2 separate regions of the Anas platyrhynchos genome follow, and region 1 is linked to region 2. A link is a contact called in public Hi-C data. All regions are on one chromosome and are shown on one strand. The core of a region is the stretch at or near the end of the contact, and the rest is flanking DNA. Distances in the headings are between cores, read along the strand shown.

Region 1 (4,754 bases), core at 1,346-3,845, 170 kb after region 2:
TGGGTAGATACACTTGAATAAAATACACACTGTGTTTGTGTATAAATATATAAAATCAGTGTTTTATTTCTGCATTTCATTTAGTTAAAAGGAAATGTAATTAAACCATTAGAAGTCTAGATACTCAGTTTATTTCTATGAATACCTATGTTATTTATCAGGAAAAGTTCTTCTCGGAAATCCTGGCAGATGTTTTAATTGTCTCCTTTTCTGCAGCAGTAGACAGATGTCCCAATTAGCAAAAATCACTTCCTTTGCAAGACGTCCACAAGCCCTGTCCTGATACTGAACAGTCGTACTGTCGTACTATCTCAAATGCCTTTTTTTGCATCGAGAGAAAGGATTTCAGCACTCTGAAGTTTTTTGTCTTCAAAAACCACGCTCACAGTTTTTGAAAAGTTGATGATTTAATGCTATTTTACTGCAAATAGCATTAATCCATTAAAGTAATGGAGTTTTTCTTTAATGGACTTAGAAAAAACGAGCAGACTAAACGTCGAGTAGAATGCTTTGTAAACATCTTTGAGCTCTGTTATTTCAGACAAGCTATGTAACTTGCCATAGCTACTTATTTCCTCTGTATTTCTGGTGTTTTTTCTAATGCTGTGCATAAATCTCTTGCTCATACGCGTAATGTAATGTTTTGTCTTACCCAGCCACTCGGTTATTGAAACCAGCAGCTGTTGGCAATGATTTTTCCCTTGGAATGAGCTTTGCTTTTCTCTCCCATTACACTCTGTCTATAGCTACAGATTTTCTTCTCTTCCACAGAGAGCTCTTCCCTGTCAAGGGGACATAAGCGGGTAGTGTACCCTTCCTAGTCCCTCATAGGAAAACACTCTGGTGGTTTGGAGAAGTGAGTCAGTTCTGATGCTTCATTTCCACTCATAAACATTTTCCTCTTTTAAGTAAGGGTTTATAAATAGAGTGATTGGTAAGATGTGTTATAATGGCAGATCACAGACGGTGTCATCTCTCCAGGCCAGGGTTCGTTTGTCCCTTCATTTGCTGGGGGACTAGAGTTGTTTTTGTCCTGGCCATGTACAAAATGCTGACTACCTGCATCTGGAGGCATTATGGTGGTTATTGAATGTAAAAGGTTTTCTTGTTGTTGTTTAATATCCTTCAGTAACTTACAGTTTAAAGAGAAACATTCCTACAAAATCATTTGTCAAAGAAAGTGTAGGCAACATGTCTAGATAGTTGTCCCCAGTATTTATTTTAAAAGTTTGTCCTGTTATATTTCATAGGGCTAGACTTTTTTCAAAATCATGCAGAGATACTTATCTGATTTCCACAAATGTTGTATGAACATAATGCACACTGATCTGTCCAATTATTTCACAGACTCCTTTGAAAAAACAGACTTCACTACTAGGAGAACCGCCAAAAGAAATACGTCTTAGTACCAACCCCTACTTGAATTTGGCAAGTGTGTTGCCTGGTATATGTCTTCCAGGTAAGCAAACATTCATCACTTTTAGCTGAAAATTTCCTCAATCCAAATGTACAAATCATTCTTCTGTTCAGCAGGTAATTCCAGTGACCACAGCATTTATCTCAAAGCAAATATTGAATTCTGTCTTAAAATCACAATGTAGTATCCTCATGGCTACTATTTTATGTGAGAAGGGTAGATTTTCAGAGCTGATGGGCTAGCTTGATGTAGATAGACTTACAGAAATCCTTTCAGTTATTTGTAGCACTGTTTTAAGCACAGCCTAATCTGAATTAGCAAACTTCTGTTGTCATCCCAGGATATTGCTATTACATTAGTGCATCCTAATTTATGGAATTTAACTGAACCGTGTGTATTCATTATGTTACAAACAGCAATTGCCAGCAAAGCCTCCAGTCCACCACAGCAGACAGGACTTCCGAACAACATCGTGGATGCTGCTGTTTCTCAGGGAGCTACATCACAACATGGGATGGAAGGTTATTTTAATTACTCCCAGCAGCATGGAGAGTACACACAGGTACGTCGTTTTGCAGCACTTTGTTTTGAAGACTGGTTTGCCACTCAGAGCTCTGGTAGCAGGGTTGTTGGCAGGCTGCTCGGAGATCCCTGCCTGAGTTGCTCCTTGTTTTCCCTCTATACCTGTGATGCACCTGTTGGTACGCGTGGGCTGATAGCCCTGCATGCAGTTGAATAGCATTGCCCAACATCATGAACCGCTTGTAAGGAGTCCTAGGCTTTGCTACAACCAAAGCCCACCCTTTTCTTCAGATTGAACCTTGAAAGTCCTCTATGCTGGTAGCTCATCTCTTTCAGTGGTACAGAACAGATGTAGCACGAAGTTTACCTGATGTCACTGACAAAAAACCCTGGTGCGTTCCCTGCTGTGGGGTCATAACTATTGGAAGATTGCTTCCTCTGAACCTGAATTCAGTTCAGTCAGCTGAAATAATGATTCTCTTGTACATTCCAGCTTGGCTTTTGTCTCTCTTCAAAACCACGAAGTTTTTCTCTTTCCCTTCCCAAGACAGTTTTAAAGTTTTCTTGAGCTTTGGCTAGATCCCAGAGAAGAGTGTGTTCTGTGTACCAGAAGTTCCTGTGTAGCTTTGGGAATTTGTACAGCCTCTGCCAGCTGGATTCACTGCCTGGGATTTCTTCACCGTGTGTACCGTTTGCTGGTCAGAGCGCGGCCATGAAGGTGATGGGCTGCCCCTGGTCCGGAGAATTGTGGTAATACAGAAAGCAATGCAGAATCACAGCAGGGACCCCCTGAGCAGGGTGAGGGCCCAGGTGCAGGCAGCCCAGAGCTCCCTGCGAGGACCCCCAGCACCTCCCAGGCCATGCCCAGGGCCTCCTGTCCTGGCACCACGGAGCAAAGCCCGGCCCCATCCTCCCTGCACCTCCGTCAGGTGCTGGTGGTCACAGGAAGATCCCCCTGAGTCTCCTCAAGATCCTCCAGAAGGTTTTCACAGACATTGGGACGCTTTGTGAAACATTTCTGTACTTCTGTTAGCCATCAGCAGTCAGTGTAGAAATGCAGTTGTACACAAAACAAATATGAGAACTGCACTGTAGTAAAAATTCGTGGGTGTGCTCTGAGACACCCATCCTGACCGTGTTTAGCTCTCCTCCTGCCCTGTCCCAGTGTTCCCTCTTCCCCAGGGTCTCCTGATCTCTCATCCTACAGCAGGCAGACAGAAACACGCTGTGCTCCCCTTTGCCCTCCTGGGCTGGTGGTGAGGAACCCTGCCTTGCCCCAGGACTTCTGGGGGTAGAGCAGGGCTGCTGTGAGGCTCGGTGGGGTCTGGAGGACAGAGAGCAGGCGTGCAGGTGGGCACGGGGTTGCTCTGTGTTAGGAGGGTGTCCCCTCAGCCAGGAGGGCTGGCAGGGACGGGGTCACTGCGTGGCGTTGGCTGCCGTGGGGACCTTGGGTGTGGGCCAGGCTCCCACTGAGATCGGGTCTGGTGACAAGTGTGGGTCGGAGGAGCAGCAGAGGTGACCCGCGGGTGGTTGTCGTGTGTATCATGCAAGCACTGACGTCATCTCGAATATTTTTGTTGTCTGATTGTTGGCTTTAAGTTCATTTTGGTGCTTCCTGGAGGTAGTTTGCATCCCCGAATCCTTGAAGTGTGCTGTCAAAAAAAAGTTAGTAGTATTGCAATGTTAGAGTATTTAACATCACCTTTAGTATTGGAGGCATGAAGAGCTCCAGTGGTGTCACTGCGGTGCAGAGATGCCTCTTGCCATCACTCACCTCCATTTGTGCTGCCTGTTCCTCCCGTGTCACAGCAATGACCAAGGACTTGGGTATCTTTTACGCACTTAATGCAGTTTTAAATATTTGGTTTGAGTTTTATTGTTGATATTAACCCTGTTTTTAAGCTTCTTTGAGAGCTTTGCTTTTAATTTATTCTTATGTCCCTTGAGGTCATATAAAAATTGTTTTAATTTATGGGGATCTTAGTAGACAGCTAATGGGATGAGGTTTTTTCCTCCTTTATAGGAGGCTGCTCAGCAGTGGTATCAGCATTATGCTCAGGCATATAACTCTACCCAGGCAAGAGTCGATGAATTTGAAAATGAAGCCTCTGAGGTGAGAACGAATTTTATTTTCTTTGTGTCTCCGTTGGCTGTTGCTCCATCAGCCCTACGGGTGCTTTAGGACTGCCGACACTGCTGCACGTGTTGGTACCAGGAGGGCAGCCCTGCCCCGCTCCCTCTGCAGGGTGTCCCAGCACAGCCACCCTCCAGGATCCGTGCTCCAGGATCCTTAAATCCCTCCATCTGAAGTTACCTACTCCCTTCAGGGGGATATTAAAATACTCTACCAAGAAACAGGACACCGTAACGTTATTTCTCAGGGTGGCTGTTGAAAGCCTGCCCCAGGCCATTTTATAGCCCTAGGTTTGTGTGAGCAATGAGGACACTTTTTTTGAAAGAAGGGAATTATGTAAAGTAAAAAAAAAAAAAAGAAATCCTCCGTTTTGCTGCATGCCTGAGCTGCTGTGAATTGTGCACTCGTGTTTTTAGCAACAGAGTGGGACTCAGATGTTTTTCTGTCTGCTGAGTGCTCATTGCTGTATCGAGTAAACATGAATGCCTGACCCTATTTTCCTTCACGTGCTGGTTTATCACGGATCCCATTCTGCATTTAGGAATCTTCAGGTGGATCTTACCCAGCCTACAGTACCTGCTTGCAGGTCATGCCTACATTTTACAGTGGAGCCCAGGGATCATACCAGCCAGGCAGCTCGCAGCTTCCTCCACAAAACCCATTAAATAAGGTGAGAGGAGA
Region 2 (4,377 bases), core at 1,542-4,041:
AGACAGATGAAAAAATGTAGTTTATTACATTATTCTGCAACTTGTTATACAAATACTTCTCTATTTATAGTGCATGTGAATCTGCTTGTTCCCTGTGTATTTCCAGCAGATGCATTTCATGTATTATGACAAATCCGGGTCTGCATTTAAAATAAAAAATATGTTTTGGCTTGCTTTAGAAGCATCCTTTCTACTCATCCTGCTGCCCTTCATTTCCTTCAGTCATTATTAATCTTTCTTGTTTCAAACCATAGATGTGCCTCACCTCCTGTCAGAAAGACAAACAGCTGATGAAGATGGTCATGACAAGCAAGAAGAACGATGGGAGAAGGAACAGGATAATCTAGTAGCTTGGACTAACTCTCTGTCTAACAAAAGATTAAGTGATTAAATCAGAGAGGCTGCATGTACAGATAAGTCCTTTATTATTTAAATATCTCAGAATTATTTTTTTTTACAATTCCTACCAGACAAATCTTCAGTTCACTGCTTGTTTATTTGTTTTCCAGCATGGTGCTTTGGTTAGAGATTGAGCAGGAATGGAACAAAGATCTGTTCTGCGCATGCAGGCCTGGCATTTTATCAGGATTTATGCCCTCCCCTAGTCCTTTGTGGTTTGTTGCTGTAATTTTTTGAATCTTATCACCTAAATAACTTGGTGTCTTTAGGTATTGTAACCTCTGCTGGTACTACAGCAGTGACAAGATGTAGGCAATCCTGTGAAGAAACATCTAGTACTGAATGCACAGAACAAAATATCTGCCGTTGCTTGTTTCAGAATCAGACTATGTTTGTATTCAGAACTGAAAAACCAATAATGTTATTTTTGCACTCCAGCGTTAAATTATATCTTGTGTTCTGTTGGTCTTTGTACTGTATATGACATGTGTGACTGTGGCCTATTGTTTTTCTGAAAGAACTGTACTCATCTCTTATCTCTTCTGGGCTTATCAGCTGTAGCCATCACTAAGTAATCAACGCAGCTGTGTTTAGACCTATAGAAAGGGCAAATGACATGTAGGTAGACAGGACAGTAGAGATTCCTACAGCTTGGATCCAGGCTCAGGTTTCAAGAGGCAGCCTGGTACACTCATTAAGTAAGCCAGAGCCTTGCGTTTACAAAGCCATGCGGTTACAAAGTTCACAGGATCACATTCACAGAAGATCTCAGAGATTACAAAAGAAATGTTTTTACAGTCTTCAAGGCACTGGCTTCTTCACATGTCTGTACACTGCCTATTGAGAGGTGTGTGTTTTAATACTTGTACACTTTGTCCCAGGGAAAAAATAAACCTTAGGACTGGAGCATAATGATGACAGACCAGAGTACTATGGTGTAGGAATCCATTAGAAATTTTGGTTGTGTAATTAAACTTCAAAAATATTTCGCAGAATACCTAGAGATAAAAAGATATGAATGTCAGACCTCTGAAACCTGTTCCCAAGCTGACACAGCAGGCAAGCAGGGCAGCTATCACAAAACCACCCCATTCCACGGCCAGGGCTGTGTGTGTGTAACACACATGACATTTCTTCTCAGTAACAGGAAGCTTGGGATTTTTATGACCACGAGGATGGTGTTGAAAGAACATTGAAAACTGTATTATACCTATATACAGCCATGCCTGTAGGCACTGCAGTATTTAAGAAGAGAGCACAGGACTGAAGAATAGATAACCTGTCATCTCTCCACAGCTGTGCTGCTATGATGTGACCATGATCAAGTCATTTCACCTTCCTAAGACTTCTTTCTCATTTGACCTCCCCTGTCTGAGAGGGCAGTAAAGGTACAGAGTTTGTTTCTTTGTTGTGCTCGAATGTTCACAGCATGCTTTTCATGCTCTGAAAAGATTGTGGCATTTCTCTAGCTAAGCAGAACCCTTGGAGCTTATCAATAAACTCACTTTTCTAAGAAAATTCTCCCACTGGCCTTGCAATATGAGGCATTATGATACCTTGTATGCATCACAGGCTCTGATTTGTGATATCTGCTTAGTCTGAGCAAGGAAAATAACTAAACAAGGTAACAAGGTTTGGTAATACAAGGGACAAAGCTGCATCCCGTAGAGACCTATACCTGTACATCTGGAAAAATAATCATTCTTGACCTAAAAATGGGATTCACGATAGCAGGCACTGAACATGCAATGGGTCTGGATAGGCATTAGCTCTGTCATACAGGCGTCTGAAGGCATGGAAGGGCACAAAGTTGTATATTTGGTGCCTTTCTAGAAACTGTTCACAGCTGGGAATTCAAGCTGTATCTGACTGAAGCTGTAGCTTGTACTGCAGCCTGTGGATGCGGGTGATATCACTTAATCCCATTGACCATGTGTGGAGAATTATCTGCAGCTACAAATGCCTCACAGCTTTTCTGATGAAAATCCAGCTCCAGACTTTCCTGCCTGCAGGGTAATGGGACGCTGAACTGCAGCCCTTTAAATTTCACACTTCTTTATGGGCTCTTATCTGTGACCTTTGCCTCTGCAACCTGCGCGCGTCTGCTGCGAGCTGAGGCGGCGGTTCCCCTGAGGGAGCAGAGGCTGTTCGCTCGCCGTTTATCACACGCACGAAGTAAAACTAATTGATCCACAGATCCCCGGGGATCTGTTTCGGGGTACCGGTGGATCCCGGGCGGTCCCGGCCCCGCCGCTGCGGCCCCGCTCCGCTGGGTGGCACCGCAGCGCCGCGCCGGGCCTAGGCCGGCCTCAGGGCCTCGGCGCTCCCCGGCCTTTCGTGGGGAGACAAAGCGGCTTAACACAGAGGGTTAAATCCCTTCAAAACACAGTGCCAAAGGAGTCGGCTCCATGTGCATCAGTGTCGTTTTGCTGTGTGCACTCTGCTTTCTCCAGGAGCTCCCAGCTTCCGTCCTCGCCTGCAGGGCGCTGGTAGAAGTTAGGGTGCCTTGGTGCCATCCCCTAGAAGCCATAAATGTCCCGGTGTCACACAGCCCTCAGAAAGCACCGTGCCTGAACGACTGGGAGCAGGGCACAGTGCTGGTGAGCACTGTGAAGCACCTCTGAGGGACACACACACTTCTTGTTTAACTGCATGAAGTTCAACAAGGCCAAGTGCCGGGTCCTGCACATGGGGCGCAATAACCCCAAGCAGAGCTACAGGCTGGGAGATGAGTGGTTGGAGAGCTGCCAGGCAGAGAAGGACCTGGGAGTGATGGTGGACAGTCGGCTGAATGTGAGCCAGCAGTGTGCTCAGGTGGCCAAGAAGGCCGACAGCATCCTGGCTTGTATCAGAAGCAGTGTGACCAGCAGGGCTAGGGAGGTGATCGTCCCCCTGTACTCGGCTCTGGTGAGGCCGCACCTCGAGTACTGTGTTCAGTTTTGGGCCCCTCGCTACAAGAAGGACATGGAGGTGCTCGAGAGAGTTCAGAGAAGGGCGACGAAGCTGGTGAGGGGCCTGGAGAACAAGTCCTACGAGGAGTGGCTGAAGGAGCTGGGCTTGTTCAGCCTGGAGAGGAGGCTCAGGGGCGACCTTATTGCTCTCTACAGGTACCATAAAGGAGGCTGTAGTGAGGTGGAGGTTGGCCTGTTCTCCCACGTGCCTGGTGACAGGACGAGGGGGAATGGGCAAAAGTTGCGCCAGGGGAGTTTTAGGTTGGATGTTAGGAAGAACTTCTTTACCAAAAGGGTTGTTAGGCACTGGAACGGGCTGCCCAGGGAAGTGGTGGAGTCACCATCCCTGGAGGTCTTTAAAAGACGTTTAGATGTAGAGCTTAGGGATATGGTTTAGTGGGGACTGTTAGTGTTAGGTTAGAGGTTGGACTTGATGATCTTGAGGTCTCTTCCAACCTAGAAATTCTGTGATTCTGTGATTCTCCTGGCCACCACAACGAAGGGCACACCAGGGATCCGTCTTATTTCTGCAGGGGTTTCTGGCCCTGTTGTTGCACAGCACCAAATGCACGTCTGCAAATTAACACAGAAATATAGCAAAGATGGTGTGCTGTCGTCAGGCTGTGATAGAGATCACAGTGCTGGGAAGAGACACACACAGAGCTGAAGGTGCTTTGTCTCCTGGCTGCTGTGCTTTCCAGCGCTGTGCTATCCTCGCTCTGAATAGCATTCCCTAAATAATCCTGTGAATAGCTGCAGGCTTACATACAGAAGATATTACTTGCTCTGTGCAGCTGTATCACAATGACATTTCATGTTAAGGACAGGCAGAAAAATAGGTCAGAAAGGGTTAGTGAAGTACAGAGGGCCTTGTTCATAGTGACACCAGCCTGGGGGTCAAGTCAATAAACGATTTATTACCCCTGCTAGCAACTTCCACTGATAGGCAAAGTGACACACATGGCTACATGTACTCTAGTTTTGTAAGATGTTTATAACAATCACGTGCTCCTTTTATAATTATGCT

The links. A called contact is a pair of places that touch in the nucleus more often than the background predicts.
Region 1: a Hi-C map of subcutaneous adipose tissue shows a contact between it and region 2, with 3 times the contacts expected there. The contact joins two enhancer-like sites. A contact is called at or near these places in 4 of 8 Hi-C or Micro-C datasets (F1 follicle, liver, skeletal muscle and 1 more).

Annotation. Positions count from the first base shown.
Region 1 is chr8:37,653,951-37,658,704 of IASCAAS_PekinDuck_T2T, forward strand. It overlaps RAVER2 (ribonucleoprotein, PTB binding 2), which reads left to right. Exons shown (of 14, transcript XM_027463790.3): 10 at 1,348-1,459; 11 at 1,834-1,979; 12 at 3,963-4,052; 13 at 4,615-4,743. Among named protein-coding and RNA genes, the nearest start is that of RAVER2, 32 kb to the left of the region's middle. Within about 2 kb of position 2,596, at least 2 of the 8 cell types and tissues checked have an H3K27ac peak or open chromatin away from gene starts, as enhancers often do.
Region 2 is chr8:37,480,575-37,484,951 of IASCAAS_PekinDuck_T2T, forward strand. It overlaps LOC106018117 (a long non-coding RNA gene), which reads left to right. Exons shown (of 6, transcript XR_011811041.1): 4 at 255-1,787. Among named protein-coding and RNA genes, the nearest start is that of CACHD1, 36 kb to the right of the region's middle. Within about 2 kb of position 2,792, at least 1 of the 8 cell types and tissues checked has an H3K27ac peak or open chromatin away from gene starts, as enhancers often do.